Linked DNA regions of Mus musculus: all the other regions are linked to region 2. Evidence: chromatin contacts called from public Hi-C and HiChIP or PLAC-seq data. All regions are on one chromosome and are shown on one strand. The core of a region is the stretch at or near the end of the contact, and the rest is flanking DNA. Distances in the headings are between cores, read along the strand shown.

Region 1 (3,936 bases), core at 497-2,996, 370 kb before region 2:
GAGACACTAAGAGATGCTGTGTAGCCGGGCGTGGTGACGCACGCCTATAATCCCAGCACTTAGGAGGCAGAGTCAGACAGATTTCTGAGTTCAAGGCCAGCCTGGTCTACAGAGTGAGTTCCAGGACAGCCAGGGCTATACAGAGAAACCCTGTTTCAAAAAAACAAACAAACAACAGAGAGAGAGAGAAAGAGAGAGAGAGAGAGAGAGAGAGAGAGAGAGAGAGAGAGAGAGAGATGCTGTGCCCAGAAGAAAGAACACCTAAGGGCCCAGAGAAAAAGTGTCCCATCATATGTAAGACCTCAGGAGGACCCAACATAAGCAGATGTATGCCCTTTAAGCCCCCCCTGTTCTAGTCACTATTCTATTGCTGTAAGAAGACACTATGACCAAGACAACTTTCATAAAAGGGGGCTTGCTTACAGCTTCAATGATAGTCCAGTATCATTATGCCTGGGGGAGCATGATGTTGAGACAGTAGCTGAAAACTACATCCTTGACTATAGGGTGAGAGCTAGTGAGAGGGAGGGGGTGGAGAGAAGGAGAAAAGGTGTTGGCCCAAGATGAAGTACAAGACAACTGGGCTAAATTCAGCAGACCCCACCTCTATCCCCACCCCAACTACTTCCACAGCCAGCAACAAGAAATCTAAGGCTGAGTTTGGCTGTGCTGAAAACTTCTGATTTGCACCATTATTGCCATAATAGGTGACCAGTCTGGTAAGTACTATAAAGTAAGAGAATACCGTGTAGACAAATCTAGGCTAAATTGTATCTCACTAAAGATTTAGGAGAGAAGTATTACTTTTTCCCGGCCCCCTTATGGCAAACAAACACACACACACACACAAACAGGGCAGGCAGGCATAAATTCTTTTGATTATCCAATGTAAGGAACAAGACAGGGAGGGGAAGCTTTCCCCAAACACATAGCGAAGATTTCCCTCTCTCTCCAGACAATCAGTGCAATTCCTCAGGAGTCAGCAATGTGCTAAGCACTGCTGGGTTCCCAGGAAGTGAGGTTTGTACCCACAGAGTCACCGAAGGACCAGGAAGCACATGAGGTCACAAGCTAAGAATTTCTTCAGGACCTGAAAGGATCGTGAGCAATTATGTAATTATGAGGCTAATTAGAAGTCCTGGCCCACATAGCAGCCATGACAGGTATGAGTTTCTACAGATTTCCCAACTGCAATGTCTCCGAGCTTGTGTGGCCCTGACATGTCCAGTTTCTGATTTCTAACTCCAGGAATCCGATCCGAGTGTTGGAAGCGTGCCTTCCGCCCCACAGAGTTCAAACCTAGTAGCAGCATTTAACCATTCTTAGTTTTCTGATAACCTGCCAGGAGGCAAGATTTATAATCAACCGCATGGTATTTTGAACATTAGTTGAAATTACACTTGATATGGGCTCCAGATCATGTTTCATTCAGGCGGGCTCCCCCAGTTCCATTGCATCTAGAAGCAAAGGTCATGACCTCTTTCGAAAAGGGCTCAACGGAAGGGAAAATAGCAAGTCTCCCTGTTGAAGTAAAAGAATTTGGTTCATAAAATCAAACTCCAGCGACAGAAGGCAAAAGGAGTTTCCGCTGTTTGAAAAGGGGCTTTCTCAGCACAAGCCTGGAAAAAAAAATGTTGATGATTTATGCAAATGAGAAAGGAAATGTGCCCCGAGGGATCTTGGCATAGAAGCTCAAGTCGGAAACCTGGTTCCGAGGCTGGCTGTGTGTCTGATTCACTTGGGGACTGGGGCTGAGCCATTTAACCTCTCTGCTTCAGAGTCCCCTCATCCATAAATGCAGCCTAACAACGCTGTTCTTCTTGCCCCTGAAGGGGAGGCAGTAAAAATGAATGAAATGTCGGGGAATTACATCTAACAGCCATCGATTAGAAATAGAGCATATGGTCTTAATGACTGCTTGTTTCTGCCACAAATTCAACTCCGTCTTGGGCTAGCTCTGGGGGCCACTCCCCACATGGCAGAGGTCCTGAAGGCAGTGAGTGTTCTGCCCACTCCAGGGGTGTATAATGAGTCCCTGGTCCTTGGCTGCCCCCTCCCCCACAACTTCCATAATGGAACCACACTGCCCAAATCTGCCCAGTCAGTGGGGATTTAAAATATTCCATCCCATGTGTTAAAGCATGTGTCAGATCACGTGTCCTGATCATTGCTTCAGAAAATATTGTCACTCACACACCTTCACAGGAAAGGAAGCACCTGCTTGCTGCCTAAAGTCCTTGGGAATGGTTGGAAATAGGCAATAAAGCTGGAGAGACCCATTGATTGATTGAGAACTAGGTAAAGAAAGATGAAGCTGTATATGGGGTGGTGGCGTGAGTTATCTACTTATAAAGCACCAATGTTTATGCCAGCAACTGAATTAAACTCTGAGGGTTCCCTGTGCAAAGGGGATAGGGGATGGGGGTGAGGACAAAAAGGACAACATTCCTGGCCTTGGTGGCTTGCAGTCCAGTAGGGGACAGACAGGTTACCAAGGCAGCAGCCTGCTTTTGTGCTGTAATGAGAACAAGGACAGCTTGTGGGATTCAGGAATGGTTCCCAGGTCATAGTGCTGTAACTGAGAATTAAAGGATGACCAGAAGCCAAGGTACTAAGAAGGGCAGACATTCAGAGCAGACAGAAGATAGAGGAAGGGCTGGGGATGTAGCTCCGTTAGCAGAGTACTGGCCCAGCATGTATGAAGATGTCCTGGGTTCAATTCTCAACACTGCATAAACTGCGAATGGTGATTTCAGCACTCACAGCGGGAGTACGAATTCAAGGTTATTTTTGGCTAGACAGTGAATTTGAGGTCAGCCTCAGCTACATGAGGCCCTGTCATAAATAAATAAGCCAGGATTAAGAAGATGGCTTGGCCCTGGTGGCAGGAGCAAGGGTGAACTGGCCCCACCACTACTTTGTTGTACAGTGGCATGGGCAAGGGAGAGATGTCCTCCCTTTACCTTGCCCCTTATCATCTTCAGCAGGCAAAAGAGCTGGCCCTGGGGTCATGAGAGCAGGAGAGCTGGTCTTACCCTTCACTGGCTGCAACGCTTGGGAGAGCAGGTCCTGTACCTTGCCTGGGCAGCCCAGTAGAGCTGGCTCTGATGGCAAAGGCAAGGGTGAACCTCCCCAAGGGTCTGAGATTGGGAGAGCTTGCCCTGCCACTTGCCAGCTCCAGCATTGGGTGAGATAGCCAGGGCAGCACTGGAGAGCTTACACTTGTAGACTGGGTACAGGAAAGCTTGCAGGCTGACCAACTCAGCTACCACCCAGGCCCAGATCCAGGGCTCTGAGTTGGCCCACTCCAACATCACAGAAGGGATCATCTGTGAACTGCTGGAGTTCATGAAGGACTTGGTCCTGCAGATTCAATGGTACAGAATCTCATGACACAGGGCAACAACAGGATGATAACTGAGAGGAGTCCAGGTGAGGATCCAGTATTGATGATGTTGCAGAAGCTGGGAGGCCTTGAACCAGACCAAAGCCTCATTGCAGTGAACATCTGCAAGTGAAGATGTGGGGGCAAAAGGGTATATATACACTGGGACACAGTACAACTTCCACAAAATGCTTTTTATGCTTTGGTTTGTTTATCCTTCTGTTTTCTCTTATGGGGAGGTTGCAAGGGTGGAGAGCAGAGATACAAGGATAGAGAGACCAGTGGGATTGGGGTAAAAGGATGTGAAACTCACAAAGAATCAACAAAAACTTTTTCAAAAAGATTTAAAAAGCAGCAGGAGGAGGAGGAGGAGGAGGAAGAGGTGGAGGAGGAGGAGGTGGTGGTGGAGGAGGAGGAGGAGGTGGAGGAGGTGGAGGAGGTAGAGGTTTAGTGGTTAAGAGCACAAGGCATTCTTGCAGAGGACCCAGGTTCAATTAATTCCCCGTACCCATGTGGCAGCTCACAACCTTCTGTAACTCCAGTTCCAGGGA
Region 2 (3,779 bases), core at 349-2,848:
AAGTTGAGGTGAAAAAGACGTCCCCATTCAGGGGATAGTGGCAACGTTCTGGAAAAGCAGAGACCCAAGAGACACTGCTGTGCCTGTATTCTGGGAAAAGCAATGTGCTACCAGGAAGCAAAGGAAGAAGTTAGGCCAGTTCAGACTCCTTCTGTCTGTTGATGCAACTAAAACTTTATTGAGTGCCTACTGTGTTCCAGGCTGCCTTAAACACTGAGGATAGAGGATAGATACAAATCCTATACGTTGTAGAGATTATGTAGTATCAGGGAGAAGACTGGCAATACACAATCAAGTAAGTGCTTATTGTGCCAGGAAGTAACTGGTGTGAATGAATGGGTGAAGAAGTGATGGAGGGATCCCCTCCCCGCCACGCCACCCCCCCCCCGCCCCCCCGCTGTCCGTATCTGGAAAGGTCTGTAAACTGCTGGGAAGAGTAAGCAGGCTTAGCTATTAAAACTGTACCCCAGGGATCTAGCTTGTGGGTCTGGGTGAGCTTCTGCTAGGTGTAGAATAGAAGGCTTGTTTCCCAGGCTGAGTCCTTGGCCAAGGTCACCAGCTTGTTAGTGTCAGTATGGGAACAGGACCTGCAAAACCACAAGTTTGTTTGATCCTTCACCTCCCAAAGACCTGTCTGGCCTCTGCCCCTCCACAAAGCTGAAGGGTTCGAATTAGAGTGGGTTTGAGTTTTGGTGCCCGAGAGGGCCCAGGAAGGAAAGAACTTGGGGATGTGATTGGACTCAAGGAAACTCTTCCTGGACCAGTCTGCCCAAGCACTCAGAGGCAGCTCTGTTTCTGGCTTTCCTCCAGGTCTAGGACTGGAGGTGGAGGTGTGGTGACCAAGAGGGGATGAAGGGGGTGGTAATCTAGGGCCAGTAGGCTCCCTACATTATCCCTCTAGTCCTCCCTGGCTGCTAAGCTGGCAGGCGCATGGGAGGGCAGAAGAGGATAGTGTCCAGGAAGGTGGAGGACACTCAAGTGGCGATTGAAGAAAGGCAGAAGAGTGCATGGAGAGGGGAGCTGGGGCTCCGGGTCCCGGAAGGGGCAAGGGAATGGAATGTTCAGAGGTGGCGGGTGGTGGGTGAGGGCATTTGGGGAGTTAGTTTCGAGACAGGGAGCAAGGCCGAGGCGGCTCAAGGTGAGGGGGCGGGAGATTGGGGGGCCCCTGCAGCATCTCGGACCACAAAGGGCCGGGGAGCTCAGGCCCGCGGTGTTAGCAAGCCGTATCGATCGAGGGGCGGGCGCAGCGAGCGCGCCGAGAGCGGCTCCATCCATTAGGGCCGCTGTTCGCCTCCAATTAGAAAAAAAAAATCATTACTCAGCAGCCAGCAGCGGCCTGCGCGCCGCCCGGGACCGCCCGCGAGCGAGCCAGCCAGCGAGGGAGCGGCGGCCTCCCCCGCCCGCGCTCCCCACCCCCCTCCCCCGGCGCCCCGCCTTCCGCGGCCCTAATGACAACTATTAGAACTGCCTCCCCGCACCCACCGCCTGGCGAGCACAAAAGCGCCAGATTCATTTGGTAATCGGGGTAATTACAGCGGGGCGCGGGGGCGCACGCGGCGATGGCGGGCGCGCTGGCGGAATGCTAAGGGGCCCGGCGCGTCGCCCGTCCCCACCCCGCAGCCCTCCCTGACTGGCCTGGAGCCCCGGCAGCTCTCGGTGCCACAACTATCAGAGCCCGAGCCCTTTTCCCGCTGCAGTCGCCGGAAGGGGGGTTCCGATCGGCAGACAACGCAGAGCTGTCACCCCCCTCCTTCCCCAGTCCCCCGCAGTCCCCGGCTGCCCTCGCCAGCGGTTTCCACCGCAAGGCCTGCGGCGTCCGGGACAAGATTTGCTGTGTCCAGAAGTCGGAGAACCCCTCCGAGGTCCGGACGCATAATAAATACCATGTGTAATGTATTTACTCTGTTGCCCCCAGTTAATTTACACCCTAGCGCTGCGCCGTCCCGCCCCCGCGCGCACCAGCCTGCCGTTTCTATTTACAGGCGCGAGGCGCTGTACCTCGAGAAGGCTGCCCCCCCCCCCTTTGAGAGCTTTAGGATGGATGCAACGTGTCGTTAAACCTGAAAGGAGCTGTTACTTATCAGTAATGGTGTTTTCCTCAGGCCTTTCCCCTCACCTGCACAGAGACAGGTACCACCTGGGTGGTGCACCAGGACTAGGGTGCCCTAAGGCCCTGGTGGATGTGTCTGTTGGGGGAAGAGGGAGTAAGCATTATGTGGCTCTAGCAGAAGGTAGCTGAGGCATTTTCGAGGGGGGCCCACCCCAGAACTGCAGGGACCTGACTCCTCAGAACAGCCCAGGCAAGAGGCTGCGCCCGGAGGGGACATGTTCCTCCTCCAAAACTGCCTAGAGCAGCAGCTCCTTAGGCTGCCTCTTGGACAATCCCCTCCAGAGGTACGGTTCTTGCAGTAGCAATTGCCTTATCTGGGGTGATTTTCCATCCACCCTTTCTGGGCAGCTGGACCAATCTTCACATACAGGACTTATCTTGTGGAGAAGCAGGGCTCTGTGCTGGAGGCAGGCCTATCGAATGGAATGTTCACTGGGCCTTGTGTGTGTTCTTAATGACCCATAACAACTCTCAGAGGTGAAAAACAAACCCTTACACCCCTTTAACCCTTTCTGTGCCCGTCCCGTTGTGGTCTAGGAGACTTCTCGGTCTTGCTATGGTGTCTTCTACCCCACCGGCTTCTCAAACATTAGTTTGGCTTCTCATTGGTGGAGGTGGTGGTGGTGGTGTGTGTATATGTGTTAGAACTGTGCAAGACCCTGAAGTAGGGAGCTGCAACCCCTGGAAGTAGCATCAAAATTCTGAGTAGGTACACAATTTTCCAAAAGGAGGATTCTTAAAGGGGATCTGAGGCAGCCCCAAAGGTTAAGAACTACCTAGCAGCTGTACCAGCTCTTGCAGGTCCGACCGCTGAGCCTGGCTTCATTACCAGGACGAACAAGGCCATCCCAAAGCAGTTGTGATTAAAACAGTGAGATAATGCTTTAATATTCGTACAGTACAGGCATCTACAAAAATAAATTATTAATGATGTCCAAAATGGCTGTGTGTACGCAGCATGCACGTGCATGAGTTGGTGACTCTCTCTCTCTCTCTCTCTCTCTGTGTGTGTGTGTGTGTGTGTGATTAGAATTATAAGCTTTGCTCTTGGGAAGCTTGTTTGGAACCTCTTCATTTCTCTGCTCCTTAGGACCAAGGGGGATTGATCTGGGGTGTACCCTCTTCTCTGAGAACCAAGCTCCTCCGTTCCTCTGGAGACCCACAGCCTCTCTTGGGCACTTAGTCATCTATATGGACTCAGTACACCTTTGAGCACTCATCAAACCAAAGGCTCAATCAATGGTCTTGGTCCAGTCTCCTGTCCCTTCTCTACTTACAAATAGAAGGGACTCTAGATTTTCCCCAACTTTAGTCACTGGATTCTTTCTGGTGCTTAACTTGGAAGTACTTGACAACTACTATGATTTAAAAAATAACCACATGTAAAATAAGCCTGAATCTAGGGTATTGAGCAGGCCCCAGAGAGGAGGAGAAATGGGTGGATGCGGTGGTAGGCTCATTCTCTTCCTCTCTAGCTAAGAAAATAAAGCAGGGGAAACTTGGTTGAGGTCCTGAGAGCAAGATTAGAACCAGTGTTCCTCCCTGTGACACCCAGAGTCTTCCCACAATCAAAAGCTGTTCTTAAACACCATGCCCAAAAGCCACTTGAGGAGGAAAGGATTTGTGTCACTTCACAGATCACAGTTCATCACTGAGGAAACTGAGGGCA
Region 3 (3,766 bases), core at 577-3,076, 310 kb after region 2:
CAGAAACCCAAGAGGATGAGTGTAAGTAACCATGTCTCCTGGGGACTAAGATTGGGATCAGCTCTTGTCCTACCTCCCTCACTTCATGGGCCAAAGGAGGTCAAGTATTTAAATCCAAACTAAAGGCTAGGAAAATGAACTGTGCCCCTTAAGGAGAAGGGCTACGAAGTCCCATTGCAAAAAGTATGACTACAGGAAGGAGTGAAGCATGCGGGCTGGTAAGGAAATCTATCTGTAGTCACCTGTGTTCTGTTGCTATAATGAAATACCTCAGGCAGGCCAACTTTACAAACAGAGGAGGTCTACTCTGTTCAAAGTTTTGGGAATGGAAGGGCACAGTACTAACATCAGATTGGCTATGGTGAAGATCTCATGGTATCCTGGTGGGAATAGGTAAGGGAGGAAAAGACCACATTGTTTTTTATTTTCTTTTGGAGACAGAGTCTCTCTACATAGACCCCCAGGTGTCCTGAAACTTACTGGTTTGAAACTCAAAAGATCTACCTGCTTCTGCCCCCCCCCCCAAAGTGATAAGATTAAAGGCATGCACCACCATGCCCAGAAAAAATGGGTCCCCATTCAGGGGTTGTTAGACTTACATCACTCATCCTTGAGAGAGCGCTAGGATCCCATGCACAGCACCTTAACCTCTTTGGAAAGCAGTGCTGCCCATGACTTTAGCACGTTTTACTTGGTTCCACCTCTTAAAGGTTCCATCACCCCCACATTGCTACAGTGGAGACAAAGATTCTAACACTCGAAACCTCGTAGACATACTAAAAAGGTGCACAAAACATGGAACTGGTCCATGGCACAATGTTTTCCTGTTTGATTGCCTAGCTTACAGTCCCAGGAATGAGCTTGAGGAGGGCACCAGCACCAAGGAAAGGGGAACACTGACACATACCTGGCACACTGTTATTGGGGCAGCCTTAGAATTCGAACTCAGGCTCCCGGACCCAGGACAATTCTGATGCATCTGGTTTGCCTTGCCTCTACAAGTTCATCACACGCTAAGGCAGCTTGTCAAACGCAGACAAGTCCTGTGGCTATTTTTTTCCTGCTGACTTTTCACCAGGGGTATGGCAGCCAAACAGAGCTGGTGTCACAGGCTTGACGGGTGTCAAACCTTGTGTGTGAAGAACGTCCCCGTTATCCTGTCTCCCGCATCCCCCAAACACTTATCTCATTATTGAAGCAGGGGGGGCAGGAGAACCAGGAGGGGAGGCAGGCATCTCAGGAGTGTTTATTCTCTTCAGGAGCGAGGCTTTCTCCTAATTAGTAGGTGATTCTGTGAGATGGAGCCCAGGTGGGGAATGAACGTGGGGTCTGGAGTGGTGCTCCAGCCGTCCCTGATTACCCAAATCCCCAGCTGGGGTGAGGACCCCTCATGTGGGGTGGGAAAGCGGGGGAATATTAGTTTCCGATACAACGAGAGACAAGAGAATAATTCTACGAGGCCGTGTAGAACAAGCAGAGAGAGAAAAGCTCTTTGAGTGCAACAAGGAGCGGGGTTTTAAAATTTCATTTGCACAGCGGCAGGTCTTGCCAATTGGATCCTTTCCAGAAAGCAATCTGCTAAGTCTGACAGTCGGAAGAAATGCCGGGCTGCTGAGCGAGGAGAGGCTGTTTTTTTTTTTTTTTTAAGGGTTTATTTTTCATCCAGGTCCTTTGTGAGCAATGGCTTTTTTTTTTTTTATTCCATTTTAAAAGAAAAAGACACGCAGCGATCCTCTTTGTGAGGCGGGAAAGGGCTTCCCTGACCATCTGGGCCTCAGAGGGACTCGGGGAGAGGCGGCCTTTTGTGTTGGGGCATTCAATGCCCGTGCGACCGCCGTTTATCTTTGCTGCCACTCACACCAGGCTGGCCTCGCTGCCGGCTGGCCGGGGGCACACGAAGCAGCTTGGAGCAGTCCTCTAGGTCCTTATCTGTGTCACGGGCAGGAGGTCGGGGGCTAGGGAGGGGGGCTCTCTGAGCCCACCCAGAGGTCCATTGTGTTGGCCGCTCAAAGCTACAGATCAGCTCCGCAGACATCTCTGCCCAGCCCTATTCTTCAGAGCATAGTGCTCTCTCTCTCTCTCTCTCTCTCTCTCTCTCTCTCTTTCTCTCTCTCTCTAACTTGAATCCATTCCTCATTCCTTTTCTGCCAGCAGAACCGGAGACTTTAGGGTAAATATGGATTCTAAGCTGAGGTCAGCTATTAGGAGAGCATTTCTGCACATGTGCATGTACACACACACACGCACACACATACACACACACACACACACACACACACACTCCCAGCCTTGTCTGTCAGCCAGGCTCTAAAGCCTGAGCAATCTTTTTATAGAAATGCTGAGGTGACGAGGTTGTCTTGCAGTGGTGGGTCCTTGCCCAAACAAGTACTAGGGATAATGGTTTGGGCTTCAGAACGTTGCACTCTGGCAATGCTGGGCAAGGGTATGCCTCCCTCTGTGCCCCCCCCGCCCCCGCCCCCGCCCCTGCCTCGAGAGCACAGAAGGCTGTTTTGGAGGCAGACTAGACAGTGAGGGTATTTTAACCATGAAAGGGGATGGGGCTACTTATAGGCTCATTTGGAGTGTTGCTTTTACAGACTAGGGAGGACACTATCATCTATGGCCTTTGGTCTTCCCCCCAAACCCTGAGATATAGGCAGGTTGCACATCCATCCCATGTCCTTGATGAGTAAACTGAGGCAGAGAGGAGTCTTGCCAGTCTGATTATTCAGTAGGAAAATATGACACAAGTGTGAAGTCCACTGTATTTCTATTTCAGTCCACACAATTCCAGGTAATGTGATTTATGTCTTTGCGCATAGCAATTTACAATCTCCAAATGTGATGGTTTAAAACAAAAGTGACCAATGCGTGGTCACCAAACCTTGTTGAGATGGGTTAAGTAGCTTTGTACCAAAAGAGCAAGGCCTTGAGATCTCATGTCTCCTGGTGGTGATGGCTCCTTATGACTTCATGAGGCTAAGCTAGATGGAAGACAGGACTGTTAGCATGAGGCTGGAATGGTGGGGGGTGAAGTAGCCTTTTCTTTTTTGCTGCCATGATGCTATAGCAATAAAGGTAAAGATGGGTGGACAGCGCGAGAGTGGAGGGGCACTCAACACCAGGAGTCTCAGTTTTGTGAGCCATGGGTCTTAGAAGACCGGGCCATCTAAGCCAGTCTCCGCCAAGACATGGGCCTCTGTCAGAAGCTTTTGGATTGGGACAGATAGCCAACTTGTGGCTGTCCTATACACCAAAGAGTGAGGTATTGTGAGCCAGCAGGGGTATGGAGTCTAGCTCAGGAAGGGCTTTGGGACTGGGATTTGGATCACTAATCCTACCAGTATCTGCAATGTTGAAATGCTCCTCCATCTTTGCCCCCAGGTACCTATGTCCTCCAACTGGTCTGCCTGACACAACTGGAAAATCCCAAGTCTCGGCTCCTATTGAATGGCCGCAGTCCAGGCTGTCCCAGTTGTTAAATATTTTGAATGTTACTGCTGTGGAGTCCTGTGGCTCTCTCCCTCAACCAGTGTGGGCTTTTGTTCCCACCCATCCAAGGCCTCTGAGCTCAGAAATGCCAACCTCTCAGCGAATTCGGGTTAAGCCGGCCTCGCTGCGTTCTGTGAGCTGCGCTGCCGGGAGGATAATAGCATCTCCCAGGATGTTAGGAAAGCAGCCCCTGTTGATTTTCCAGCCCTTGAATAGCGGCTTCGTGGCAAACGTTTCTGATTTGTGCCGCAGCTCTCCCCTAGCCCCGGCCCCC

Evidence for each region. A called contact is a pair of places that touch in the nucleus more often than the background predicts. HiChIP or PLAC-seq counts read pairs in DNA pulled down with a chosen protein or histone mark.
Region 1: a contact with region 2 is called in an H3K4me3 HiChIP or PLAC-seq map of stem cell-derived neural progenitor cells, with 2.4 times the contacts expected there. The contact joins two enhancer-like sites. A contact is called at or near these places in 3 of 115 datasets of contacts at active chromatin or transcription factors (embryonic stem cells, large pre-B cells and stem cell-derived neural progenitor cells).
Region 3: a contact with region 2 is called in a Hi-C map of neural progenitor cells, with 2.5 times the contacts expected there. The contact joins two enhancer-like sites. A contact is called at or near these places in 3 of 484 Hi-C or Micro-C datasets (the HL-1 cell line, muscle stem cells and neural progenitor cells).

Annotation. Positions count from the first base shown.
Region 1 is chrX:12,173,086-12,177,021 of GRCm38.p6, reverse strand. No RefSeq gene overlaps it. Among named protein-coding and RNA genes, the nearest start is that of Gm46687, 83 kb to the right of the region's middle. Within about 2 kb of position 1,746, at least 9 of the 459 cell types and tissues checked have an H3K27ac peak or open chromatin away from gene starts, as enhancers often do. A contact at or near this core is called in stem cell-derived neural progenitor cells, where this site is marked.
Region 2 is chrX:11,805,265-11,809,043 of GRCm38.p6, reverse strand. No RefSeq gene overlaps it. Among named protein-coding and RNA genes, the nearest start is that of Gm26314, 43 kb to the left of the region's middle. Within about 2 kb of position 1,598, at least 113 of the 459 cell types and tissues checked have an H3K27ac peak or open chromatin away from gene starts, as enhancers often do. A contact at or near this core is called in neural progenitor cells and stem cell-derived neural progenitor cells, where this site is marked.
Region 3 is chrX:11,492,216-11,495,981 of GRCm38.p6, reverse strand. All of the region lies in intron 5 of Gm39496 (a long non-coding RNA gene), which reads left to right. Among named protein-coding and RNA genes, the nearest start is that of Gm39496, 32 kb to the left of the region's middle. Within about 2 kb of position 1,826, at least 48 of the 459 cell types and tissues checked have an H3K27ac peak or open chromatin away from gene starts, as enhancers often do. A contact at or near this core is called in neural progenitor cells, where this site is marked.